Linked DNA regions of Mus musculus: all the other regions are linked to region 2. The links are chromatin contacts, called in public HiChIP or PLAC-seq maps. All regions are on one chromosome and are shown on one strand. Each heading gives the region's core, a stretch centred on a gene start, on an enhancer-like site or on the middle of the called end of the contact. The rest is flanking DNA. Distances are from core to core; before and after follow the strand shown.

Region 1 (3,589 bases), core at 395-2,894, 130 kb after region 2:
TGCAGCCCAAAGCAATTTGTGTGCTTGTTTTAAAGACCTGAATAGAAATCAGCCATTAGCACTCCCATCTATAAAACAATCAATTCTGGAATACAGAGAAAAGGAAATCTCTCTGGCTGCTGAAATTAATTCTTTTTTTTTTTTTTTTTTTTTTTTTTTTTGCAGCTCCTCAGGATTTAACATTTGCTCCACTAATTTCTCCAAGTCCCTGTTGCTGGGCTGGGCTGTTTGGTTGTTAATGTAGCCTTCCATTGTCAAGGCTTTAACCTTTCATCTCCGGTACCTCGAGTGGCTTGAAGAACCCACCTCTTGCTTTTCCCATGTCCAAAAATTGATCTTCAATCAGATTTTCTTTCAGATGGCCTGAGCATTTTACCTGTGACAAACTCAGAATCGGGAGGCCTTGCTCTCCTTTTTTCAGAAATTGTATATTAATTGTACGAAATAGTGAACTTCATTATGGCATCTTCATACATGTGTTTAACCTATTTTGATGATACTTCCGTTCCGATTACCCACTCTTTCTCCACTCCTACTCCCAGTGCGTCCCTTCCTCTTCCCAAATAAAAGCCTTAAAGAGCTGCTTGAAACTTTTAGAAGTGTTGATTGGTGAATATTACACACACACACACACACACACACACACACACACACACACACACACACACTTTTTCTAAACTAGTCCGTTTTTTCTCCCTCCCTTCCTTTCTTTTCTCCTTCTTTCTCTTTTGTCTTCATTCTGTCCTCTCTCTCTCTCTCTCTCTCTCTCTCTCTCTCTCTCTCTCTCTCTCTCTCTCTCTCTCTTCTCTCTTCCCTCCCCTCTCCCTCTCTCTTCCATTCTCGCCCTTCCTCATTTCCTTCTTTTGCGCCTGTTAGACTGTTACAGGGAAATGGCCATTGGATTTGGACTGTGTGTCTTACAGACATAGGAAGAGGGTGGGTCTTTTGGGTTTCCTGCTTCTTCCTTTGTATTGGATTTATGCTTTTCCCCAAATTTCATAGTTGACATCAACTTTTGGAAGCATGACATGCATGATACTTTCTCAAGGTTATTCACAGTTCTGAATCACCAAGCTAATCTTTGCCACAAGTTGCGGTGCAAATTTTAGACATGAATTTATTTCCCTCCATGGCCAACAGCTTAACCAGAAGGCTTGTCTATCCTCACAGACTTAAAAAAAAAAAAAAAAAAAAAAAAAAAAAAAAAAAAAAACCTCCCAGAGTACCAAGCCTGAGCCCAATTGAAATTCCTTTGTAGGATGCATTCCTCAGTGATGCAATAATCCCACCCTCTTTCCAATGATATAGAAGTCACAGAGGCTCTTTCCCATTCTATCATATCTCTCCTTTAAAAAAATAAAATTCTTCTCTCAGAATTTGCAGCACATTTACTCTAACACAGCATCCTCGGGTATTTCTTTGGAGTTTTTAATTATAACAATCTTTTTATAAAGGGATTTTTGAGGTAGAGCCTGGCACATTCCATTCATGCGCTGCAGTGATTAATTCTTATTGCTGTTCGGTCACTTGTTACTTTATTTTTAGGGGTAAATTTATAGCGAGTCCTGGATCACATGTACGGTGGTATTTGAAGCAGCTGCAGCTGCTTACATAGCAGAAGTTCCGGGCTACATTCCTGTTGTGAATCACAGATTTGTGAGGTTGGTACCATGAGTAGCAAGAAAAAAAGAATTAATCTTGTGGTAGCATACTCACATGTACATACATACACAAATTCCCAAAGGATTTGCAGCATGCAGTGAAGAGCATCCTGTATCTTCTCAGGAACCTGCCCTGTTCAAGGAAGGCTTTTGCATCTGGTCACATAGATTTGTGAATGAAAGCTCTTTAATTTTCTTCCTATATATATATATATATATATATATATATATATGTACATCTGAATGTTACATACACATGAATGGACATGTATAAGTATATTTGCCATATAGGTGACCTTATCGATTTAAAATTCTACGGCACAGTATATTCTACCATATTCTCTCATTGAAGTGCCGTTGGGTAACTGGTGTTGAAGACAACCCAGCAAGGTCGCACCTCACAGCAGCTGATAAGAGAGAGTCGATGGAAGCCTTGGGTCTTTACAAAGACCTGATTTCATCTGTGAGCACTCAACTGTGTGCACTCAACTCATACGAACCACACAAGAAAGAGTGATCATCCTAAAGAATTAAGCAGGAATTCAGACCCTAGAGTTAGATTGTTAGGCTTCAGTATTGTTCTGTATCCTAAAAAGGTTGAACAAGTGGCTTTGTGTCCCTATGCCTCAATTTTCTCTTCTGGCTATTTTACTAAACTGCTATGTGGATAATATGAGATAGTGCACATTAAAAAAAAAAATCTCAGGACAGTCTGAGGCTCTTGATAAGCTATTAGTACATCCAGGCTATTTTTGCTCTTCTGAAAACAGAGGAGAAGAACTGCACTTAGGTAGTACTAAGGCTGGCTTGAGCAGAGAGGTCCGCCATCATTGGAACAGGTGCACTATGGAAATAAACATGTGTCCGTACAAGCAGTAGCTAGCAGAACACTTAAAATTCCTCCGTGATGGTATGGTCCTCTTGAACAAGGATGGGCTCCATCTCAAGAAGTAAATGCCAATTTTCTCAAATGGGGGCTGGCTAAAATAGAGAAGATTATACTCTCTTGTAGCATTCTGAGGACTGAACCAAGTATCTCATATTCAGACATTAGGTAGGGCTAGGCCTGTTGCCTGCAAACAAAAGATTATATGGCTCCAAGTTAAAAAAAAAATCTCAGTCTACTAAAAAGAATGCTTACAAGGTTATCTTAATAAATGCAGTATCGATCAACTGTTTTATAATGGTCAGGGGATCTGGGAAATCTATTGGTTTGTTCAGGTAATTTTCTAATACATTAATCAATGAAATAATTACATATTAATTAATATTCATGGAAACAGTGAGGACCTGGTGATTTCCATCAGGAGAGGCTTGGGGGGGGATGATTTTTGAACCTTCTTTATGAGGATTAGTCCAGTAGAGATGAAGACAGGGAGAGCTTTTAGAAATATAACCGGCATAAGATGAAAACGCACGTCATTAGTTCATCAGAAGGAATTGTGAGTCGGGCGGGAGATTGGGGTAGGAGGAAGTCGTGGGGGAAGACCCTGCTCTTACTGCAATTTCACTTTTCTAATTCTCAGGATTCCGTCAAGTCTGGCCCTCTCTAGCTCAAGCAGAAAAGGCTTTGGGGGTGAGGGGGTAATTTGCCCAAGGCAGTAGTTCTCAGGGAGGGAAGTTCTATCGCACAGAGACCAGGCAAGGCTGAACACTGCTTGGCCCTCCGAGGTGAGACTGTGCCCCAAGAGGGTCTCAGCTTGTGGCAAGTGGCAAATGAGGAGAAATGAGAAGAAAGCTATGCTGCTCTGTGGGACTTTTCTAGCAATCAGACAGGGAAAGTTGTAAGAAATCACTACATGGCTTTATTCGAGTCGGCAGCAAGACAAGCCTTTGTCAGCAGTACTCTCAGTGAGGGGACCGTCCCACCCTCTCCATTCATGGCTTTTGATGTGAAGTTGGATAAAAGATTCCATCAAAATTCCTGT
Region 2 (3,451 bases), core at 891-3,390:
GGAGAACAATAGCCCATGGACAGACTACTAACTCTATCATTTATTTATTTATTTATTTATTTATTTATTTATTTATTTATTTTAAGAATTTAGAAAACAGAATGGTTCAAAGGAAATCTTGATCACCCTTAACTACAGAGACAGCCACTGCCAATATTTTTTGAGTGTATCTTGCTATCCCATAATCCTTATCCTTTGCCTATTCTTTCTTCATTCATAATGTGATATCAGAGAGGCCATGTCAGTCCTTCCTGTAATGTAAAGACATGTAAAGACATGTTGTTTGTGACTGTGGGGTGGGAAGACTTTAATATGGAGCAGAGAACTTTCTCTGAGGAATCCGATAAATCTCAACGTTAAACACAGTTCTGGAACTTTTCTGAGGACTTAATTTTCTTCTGCGGAGAGAGGGGAAAAAAAAAATCTGTGTTTAAAACATCTCTTGCCCTGAAAGATCGTTAGAAAGTTTTGAGAATAAGGAAGTCAATAGGCTTTGTCTGAAATAAAAGCTAGTGTTCTGAAAAAATAGAAACGTATTTTAAATTTTGTCTATAACCTTAATTGGAAAGGATCCCAAATTTACCATATTTAGAATGCTGAGGTAGTTTGGGATCTGAGACAAACAGTAAGATTAGTATATATACCAAAGGTATAAGGCTAACCAGACAATTGGCGTTAATATTAAGTAAATCAGAGATCAGAGCAGTAAATATTTGAGCAAACTTTGTGTCTCAGGAGTCGGGTGACTCACAACCTCCCACAAGTTCAGACAAAGTGGACTTTCAGGAGAATTCGCTGCTTTCCCAGTTACTCAGCAAGGCTTAGGGGAAGAGGTGAAAAGAGAGAAGAAAAGGTTTCCATTGGCTAACAATAGGTGGCGTTTCCAGGAATGGGGCTTAAGGATCAAAGAGAAAAGGAATTGATTAACTCATTTAGAGAAGGCAAGAAATTAGGAAGAAAGCAGAAAACACCTGGGCTCCCCTTGAAGACAGGGGCTTGCGCAATCTCTCCGAAACTTATCTGTCACTTACTCATCCACCAGCCAGAGAACTTCTAAATAAATATTCAAGGAGCAACTACTTGCTAGGCAACAGTTTGGAGATGAGAGGCAACCACAGCATGCCGGGTGATTCTGAAAGGATAGATTTACTTCATGAAAGAACCCTTAGCTCACTCTCCAAAACCAAAAGGGATTGGGCAAAACAGCTATTTGTCGCACCCATCTCTAAATGAACTGATTCTGAGTGATAAAATTCATTTTGCACTCTGCAGTTTGGCAGAAGTCACCAAACATGGAACCTTGCCCATCACCAATGTTCAAAACATCTGACAACTCCGAGGGCCTGGCTATTACCTATGCATATTTTTGTGCGTATTCACTTGTCCACAGGACTGCATAGATCATCACAGCACAAGGGTGCATAGATGCACGTGTGCACACGTGCGCGCTAATACACACACACACACACACACACACTCATACACTCACACATTCGCACGTGCACGCTCACTCCCACAGACAGGTACATGTCTGGGGGTGGCATTAGGCACTGGGAAATGTGGATACACACAAATTATCTTTGGAAATTAATATGGGATTTAAATCATACCTACGGGTCAATATTCAACAGTTGCAACAAGTATTTGACCCGTTGTCCATGATAAAATAACATCAAGATACTAATATATTCTCCTTTAGGGATTATATTTTCGTTCTATTTCTATCCAATGGCTGATTTCCGTTTATATCTATGAAATGAGGAAATGTTCTGGTGTTTGAAATGTGAACACAATGTTGCCATGATTCTAAAAAAAAACCAAAAAAACAAACAAACAAAAACAACAACAACAACAACAAAACTCAAGCAATTCAAAATTGTTTCCTGGTAAAACTGCAAGCACCTCCCCTTTCTGGTGTCTTTGAGTCTCTGATTTCAGATGCATTAGTCATGTTCCTTGAGGCTGAACCTCATTTTATTAATTTCTGAAGTTTTCTCCTCATATAAAGGTAGCTGGAGTTCTGCAAGAGCATTAGAACAAGATCAGCCTGTTCTCAACGTGACAAATTATACGGTTTCTATGTGAACACTGCCGTTCTTCATTCAGAGTCAGAAAGCATGGGAGCTGAGATGAGTCATAGTTTCCCGACACTGGAAGAACTTGTTTGCTTCTCCCGCCTCTGAAATGCCATCAGAGAAGAACTCGATTCTTCCCAAGGACCAGCGAATTCTACAAGATCACATTCTAGATAAAGGAGTTTGAAACGAAGAACACACCACCACCACCTCGGTGTAAATTTAACACCACCACCACATCCCTTGCACGCAGAGGCAAGGCTGAGAAAGCGGTTTGGTTAACCCCCAAGCTGCCTTTAGACAAACCAGTATTGAAGCTTTCTTAGATGTTCAGACAACAAGGTGTTTTAGTGATGCTGTTGTCAGTGAGGAATAGCAAACTCTTTAGAGGCGAATATCAAACCATGGAGATTGATCAATGACCGTGCTGGTGCTCACCACAACCTGCGAGGCAGAGATCTTTGTCCACCTGACTGAAGCTTTGACATTTTCTTTAGTGGTCTCATTTCTCAATGACACAATGTACTCCTCTGTTTTACACAACTGTCAGAACAACAGTCCACCTATTCATATCAGCAACACGAAAACAAAAACAATGTGTACAGAAGGTAGGAAGAAAACAAAACAAAGACTTATAAAAGAAGTCGGCATCCATTCAGCAGCTGCCTTTGTCTTCTCCCCAGCCTGCCTGAAAATGTCATACTTCGGCCTGGAGACTTTCAACGAGAACCAATCTGAGGAAAACTTGGATGAAGAAAGTATGATTTTAACGCTGGTCCCATTTAAGGAGGAGGAGGAGTCAATCACAGACTACCCTATGCAATCAAATGTTTCTTCTTCAACCTCAGACCACACACCACCAGCCCGTTCGTTCTCTGGTGAGGCATGCGGGAATCAAACATCCAACCAGATCCATACCAAGCACCTGTCCTCCGCCCAGCCTGCCTCCTATTAGGGACGTGTCCCGGAACACTCTTCGGGAGTGGTGTCGGTATCATAACTTGAGCATGGATGGCAAGAAAGTTGAGGTCTATTTGAGACTTCAGAGACACTCATATTCTAAACAAGAATGTTATATTCCCAATACATCTCGTGAGGCCAGAATGAAGCAGAGTCCCAAGAAATCCAAGATTGTCACCAGAGGAATCGGGTCTCCAAGCAGGTGCCAAAGGAAGAAGCAGGAGAATGGTATCCTGGGAATTCTAACTTCACCTAAGGAGTCCACATTTGCAGCCTGGGCAAGGATTGCCATGAGAGCAGCTCAGTCAATGTCTAAGAATCGATGTCCTCTTCCGTCTAACGTGGAGGCCTTTCTGCCACAAGCCACTGGATTCAGATGGTGTGTAGTCCATGGCAGGCAGCTCCCTGCACGTAAG
Region 3 (3,475 bases), core at 580-3,079, 180 kb after region 2:
GACAGAAGGGGTGGCCACTTGAAGAGAGGACACCTTACAACCCAGGAAAGAGGCCTCAACGAAAGCAACCCTCTGGCATTTCTGTGTTGGCCTTCCTGCCACATGAACTGCAAATTAAATGAAATGACTAAAATACGATTTTTTTCCTTTTTCCAGAGTTGTCATATTTTTAAAACAATTGTTTAAACAAGCAGAAACAGTCAGCAAAGCCTCTTAGATATTCAGCTTCAGTCTTCATTAAGATAAATTCAGATTAAAAACAATCATTACCAACAAAAGACTCACTATATAGACAGCCTTGGGTCCTATTCTAGAAATGATAAGTTCTTTGTGATAAGAGCTTATGAAAAACCATACAGTTTCCAAATACACTCTCTGGACCACATTGACCGCTGGAGTCAGAACCTCAGATGGGCCTGACATCCATCCCTCAGGTTGTTTTTACAGGAGTCACTCAAGGAGTAGGTAGAACAAAGTTGCTGTCTGTATGAAGTGAAGAAATAAGATACCAAGCAGGGGGCGGGAGAGATGGCTCAGTGGTTAAGAGTACTGACTGCTCTTCCAGAGGTCCTGAGTTCAATTCCCAGCATTCAGAGGTCCTGAGTTCAATTCCCAGGAACCACATGGTGACTCACAACCATCTGTTATGGGATCTGATGCCCTCCAAGACAGCTACAGTGTATTCATAGAAAAAAAAAAGTAAATCTTGAGAGAGAGAAAGAGCAAAGAGACTTCCCAGCTCAAGAAGAAGCCTGAAACTGCTACTTCAAGTAGTACATGAACTGCACATAATTCCATGGTCTCCAAACAGGATAAGCACAGGCAGCGAGAGGCCAGCCCTTCATCCTGGGAATGGTGACCTCAGAGGCTGAAATTTCAGGTAACATGTTCCGACTGATCACGTTCCTCAAACTCTCCCACCACTTTCAGATGTCACAATTCTTGGTTCGAGTTGCATCTGAGGACACCACATCAAGGCAGGTCACTGCTGGTAACATCAAACAAACTTAATTTTTTTTTTGGATCTCAACCCTAAACCACTTCCTGGACTCCAAATAAGGAGGCAGAGTCATCTTCTCTCAGCCTCTGTTAAAGTAAGGCTCAGAATTTCACTTTCCTTGACCACTGCCACCATATCAATGAACACCGGGGAAACAGTCTTGCCCACAAACCAAGCCTGAACTAGAGAGTCAGTTCCTGATTAAATAAATGTCACATATTGACAATATAGTGAAGTACCAACATATACCACTGTCGGTAAAGAACTGGAAAAATGAATAAATCAACAAATTAACCAAGTGGCCTAGACATTTTCAGAAGACACAATTCTATCCTAAGCTCCTAGCCAGTCATGTTAGTCACCCCTTTTTCAGATTCTATGTTCAAAACACTTCAATAGAAACACTTCATTGTTGTAGGGTTGTTTTCTTTTCTCTATACAACCCCTCCCACAAAGTTTTTTATTCAAAACTCCAAATCTTATCATGGAAAAGCCACTAAGAAAAATTACCCAGGCATGTTCTGAGAAACTGTGAGTCGTCCGGGGGTTGGCAACGTACATGTGCCTAATGTGGAAACCTGAAATAAAGAAATTAGTTTGGTATTTTAAGGAATTCTGGGTTCATTTGAACAAATAGATACAAACGATGAGATCAAGGTCAGACCCCCAAACAAACAAGAGGCTTAAAGCCACACAGGAGAAGAAAGGTTGAGAGAGTGGTGACTCACTCCCTTTGTGGTTTTGTTTTAAAAGCTCTTTGTTCAAAGCCAGGGCTGGCCCTTTTTCACGGCACAGGTTTCATCTGTTTCTGTGCTCTGTGGTTAAGTGGGGAGCACGTGAATGTGGACTGTCTTGTGGCTCCGGGGCTGGGTGGAGTAGCTGTGACTCTCAGTGTGGTGCAGCCAGTGACAGAGCCTAGGCCTTACCTGATCCTGACACGGAGCAGAGCTGATCTCCTGCCTCCCATCCTGTGTGTCCCCTGAATTCCACTGGTAGCCTGTACCTGCATCTGCCTCTGTCTCCTCCTTCCCCTATCTAGATCTGATTTTTTTTATTGCCTTTATATATTTATCTTTATTCACTTTTTTATTAGATATTTTCTTTATTTGCATTTCAAATGTTATTCCCTTTCCTGGTTTCCTCTCTGAAAACCTTCTCCCCCAATCCCCTCCCTGCTTCCTCTACTCCCCAACCCATCCACTCCCACTTCTTGGTCCTGACATTCCCGAACACTGGGGCATAGAGCCTTCACAGGATCAAGGGCCTCTCCTCCCATTGATGACTGACTAGGCCATCCTCTGCTACATATAAGGCAGGAGTCATGGGTCCCTGCATGTGTAGTCTTTGGTTGGTGGTTTAGTCCCAGGGAGCTCTGGGGTTACTGGTTAGTTCATATTGTTGTTCTTCCTATGGGTTGCAAATTCCTTCAACTCCTTGGGTTCTTTCTCTAGCTCCTTCATTGGGAACCCTGTCCTCAGTCAATTTTTGTTTTGTGTTTGTGGTGCTAGATATGGAACCCAAGGCTCCCATGTAACCAGCAAGTGCTCAGCCATTAGAGCCACTTCTCCAGCTGTTTTGACTAGTGGCTAGATGAAGCTTTAGATCCACCAAACCAACTAATTTGAGGCCAGCCTGATCTACAGAATGAGTTCCAGGATAGCCAGGGCTACCCAGAGAAACACTGTCTAGGAAAATATACAGATAACTTAGCCTACCTGCTCCTCTGTTAGCTGTTTGTTTCCCTCCCTTACTCTCTACTGTACACACAATGGAAGGTAATATCCATAACGGAGATTAGTGGGTCCTGCTCCTTCTTTATGCCTCAACCTTGGTACAAGTAGGAACCAGTACATGAAAGACTCAAGTAGATGTGGAGAAAGAGGAACACTCCTCCACTGCTGGTGAGATTGTAAGCTTGTACAACCACTCTGGAAGTCAGTCTGGAGGTTCTTCAGAAAATTGGACATAGCACTACCAGAAGATCCAGCAATACCCAGAAGAAGTTCCAGTGGTGATAAGGACACATGCTCCACTATGTTCATAGCAGCCTTATTTATAATATAATAGCCAGAAGCTGGAAGGAACCCAGATGCCCCTCAACAGAAGAATGGATACAGAAAATGTGGTACATTTACACAATGGAGCTATTGTGTAAATAGCTATTTAAAACAATGGATTTATGGAATTCTTGGACAAATGGATGTATCTGGAGGATATCATCCTTAGTGAGGCAACCCAATCACAAAAGAACTCACATGATATGTACTCACTGATAAGTGGATATTAGCCCAGAAACATAGAACATCCAAGATACAATTTGCAAAACACAAGAAAATCAAGAAGAGGGAAGACCAATGGGTGGATACTTCGTTCCGCCTTAGAATAGGGAACAAAATACCCATGAAAGGAGTTACAGAGACAAAGTTTGGAGCTAAGAAGAAAGGATGGACTATCCAGAGACTACCCCACCCAGGG

What was found. HiChIP or PLAC-seq counts read pairs in DNA pulled down with a chosen protein or histone mark.
Region 1: a contact with region 2 is called in an H3K27ac HiChIP or PLAC-seq map of embryonic fibroblasts, with 3 times the contacts expected there. The contact joins two enhancer-like sites. A contact is called at or near these places in 1 of 15 datasets of contacts at CTCF or cohesin (the NIH/3T3 cell line), 2 of 484 Hi-C or Micro-C datasets (muscle stem cells and uterus), 2 of 115 datasets of contacts at active chromatin or transcription factors (embryonic fibroblasts and embryonic stem cells) and 1 of 9 other capture datasets (embryonic stem cells).
Region 3: a contact with region 2 is called in a CTCF HiChIP or PLAC-seq map of the NIH/3T3 cell line, with 9 read pairs. The contact joins two enhancer-like sites. A contact is called at or near these places in 1 of 15 datasets of contacts at CTCF or cohesin (the NIH/3T3 cell line), 3 of 115 datasets of contacts at active chromatin or transcription factors (embryonic fibroblasts, embryonic stem cells and pancreatic cancer cells) and 1 of 9 other capture datasets (embryonic stem cells).

Annotation. Positions count from the first base shown.
Region 1 is chr14:99,497,731-99,501,319 of GRCm38.p6, reverse strand. No RefSeq gene overlaps it. Among named protein-coding and RNA genes, the nearest start is that of Gm41230, 22 kb to the left of the region's middle. Within about 2 kb of position 1,644, at least 16 of the 459 cell types and tissues checked have an H3K27ac peak or open chromatin away from gene starts, as enhancers often do. A contact at or near this core is called in embryonic fibroblasts, where this site is marked.
Region 2 is chr14:99,629,985-99,633,435 of GRCm38.p6, reverse strand. The region is part of intron 1 of Gm34061 (a long non-coding RNA gene); the gene reads right to left. It also overlaps the pseudogene Gm9298. Among named protein-coding and RNA genes, the nearest start is that of Gm33880, 3.6 kb to the left of the region's middle. Within about 2 kb of position 2,140, at least 65 of the 459 cell types and tissues checked have an H3K27ac peak or open chromatin away from gene starts, as enhancers often do. A contact at or near this core is called in the NIH/3T3 cell line, embryonic fibroblasts and pancreatic cancer cells, where this site is marked.
Region 3 is chr14:99,447,620-99,451,094 of GRCm38.p6, reverse strand. No RefSeq gene overlaps it. Among named protein-coding and RNA genes, the nearest start is that of Gm41230, 72 kb to the left of the region's middle. Within about 2 kb of position 1,829, at least 63 of the 459 cell types and tissues checked have an H3K27ac peak or open chromatin away from gene starts, as enhancers often do. A contact at or near this core is called in the NIH/3T3 cell line and pancreatic cancer cells, where this site is marked.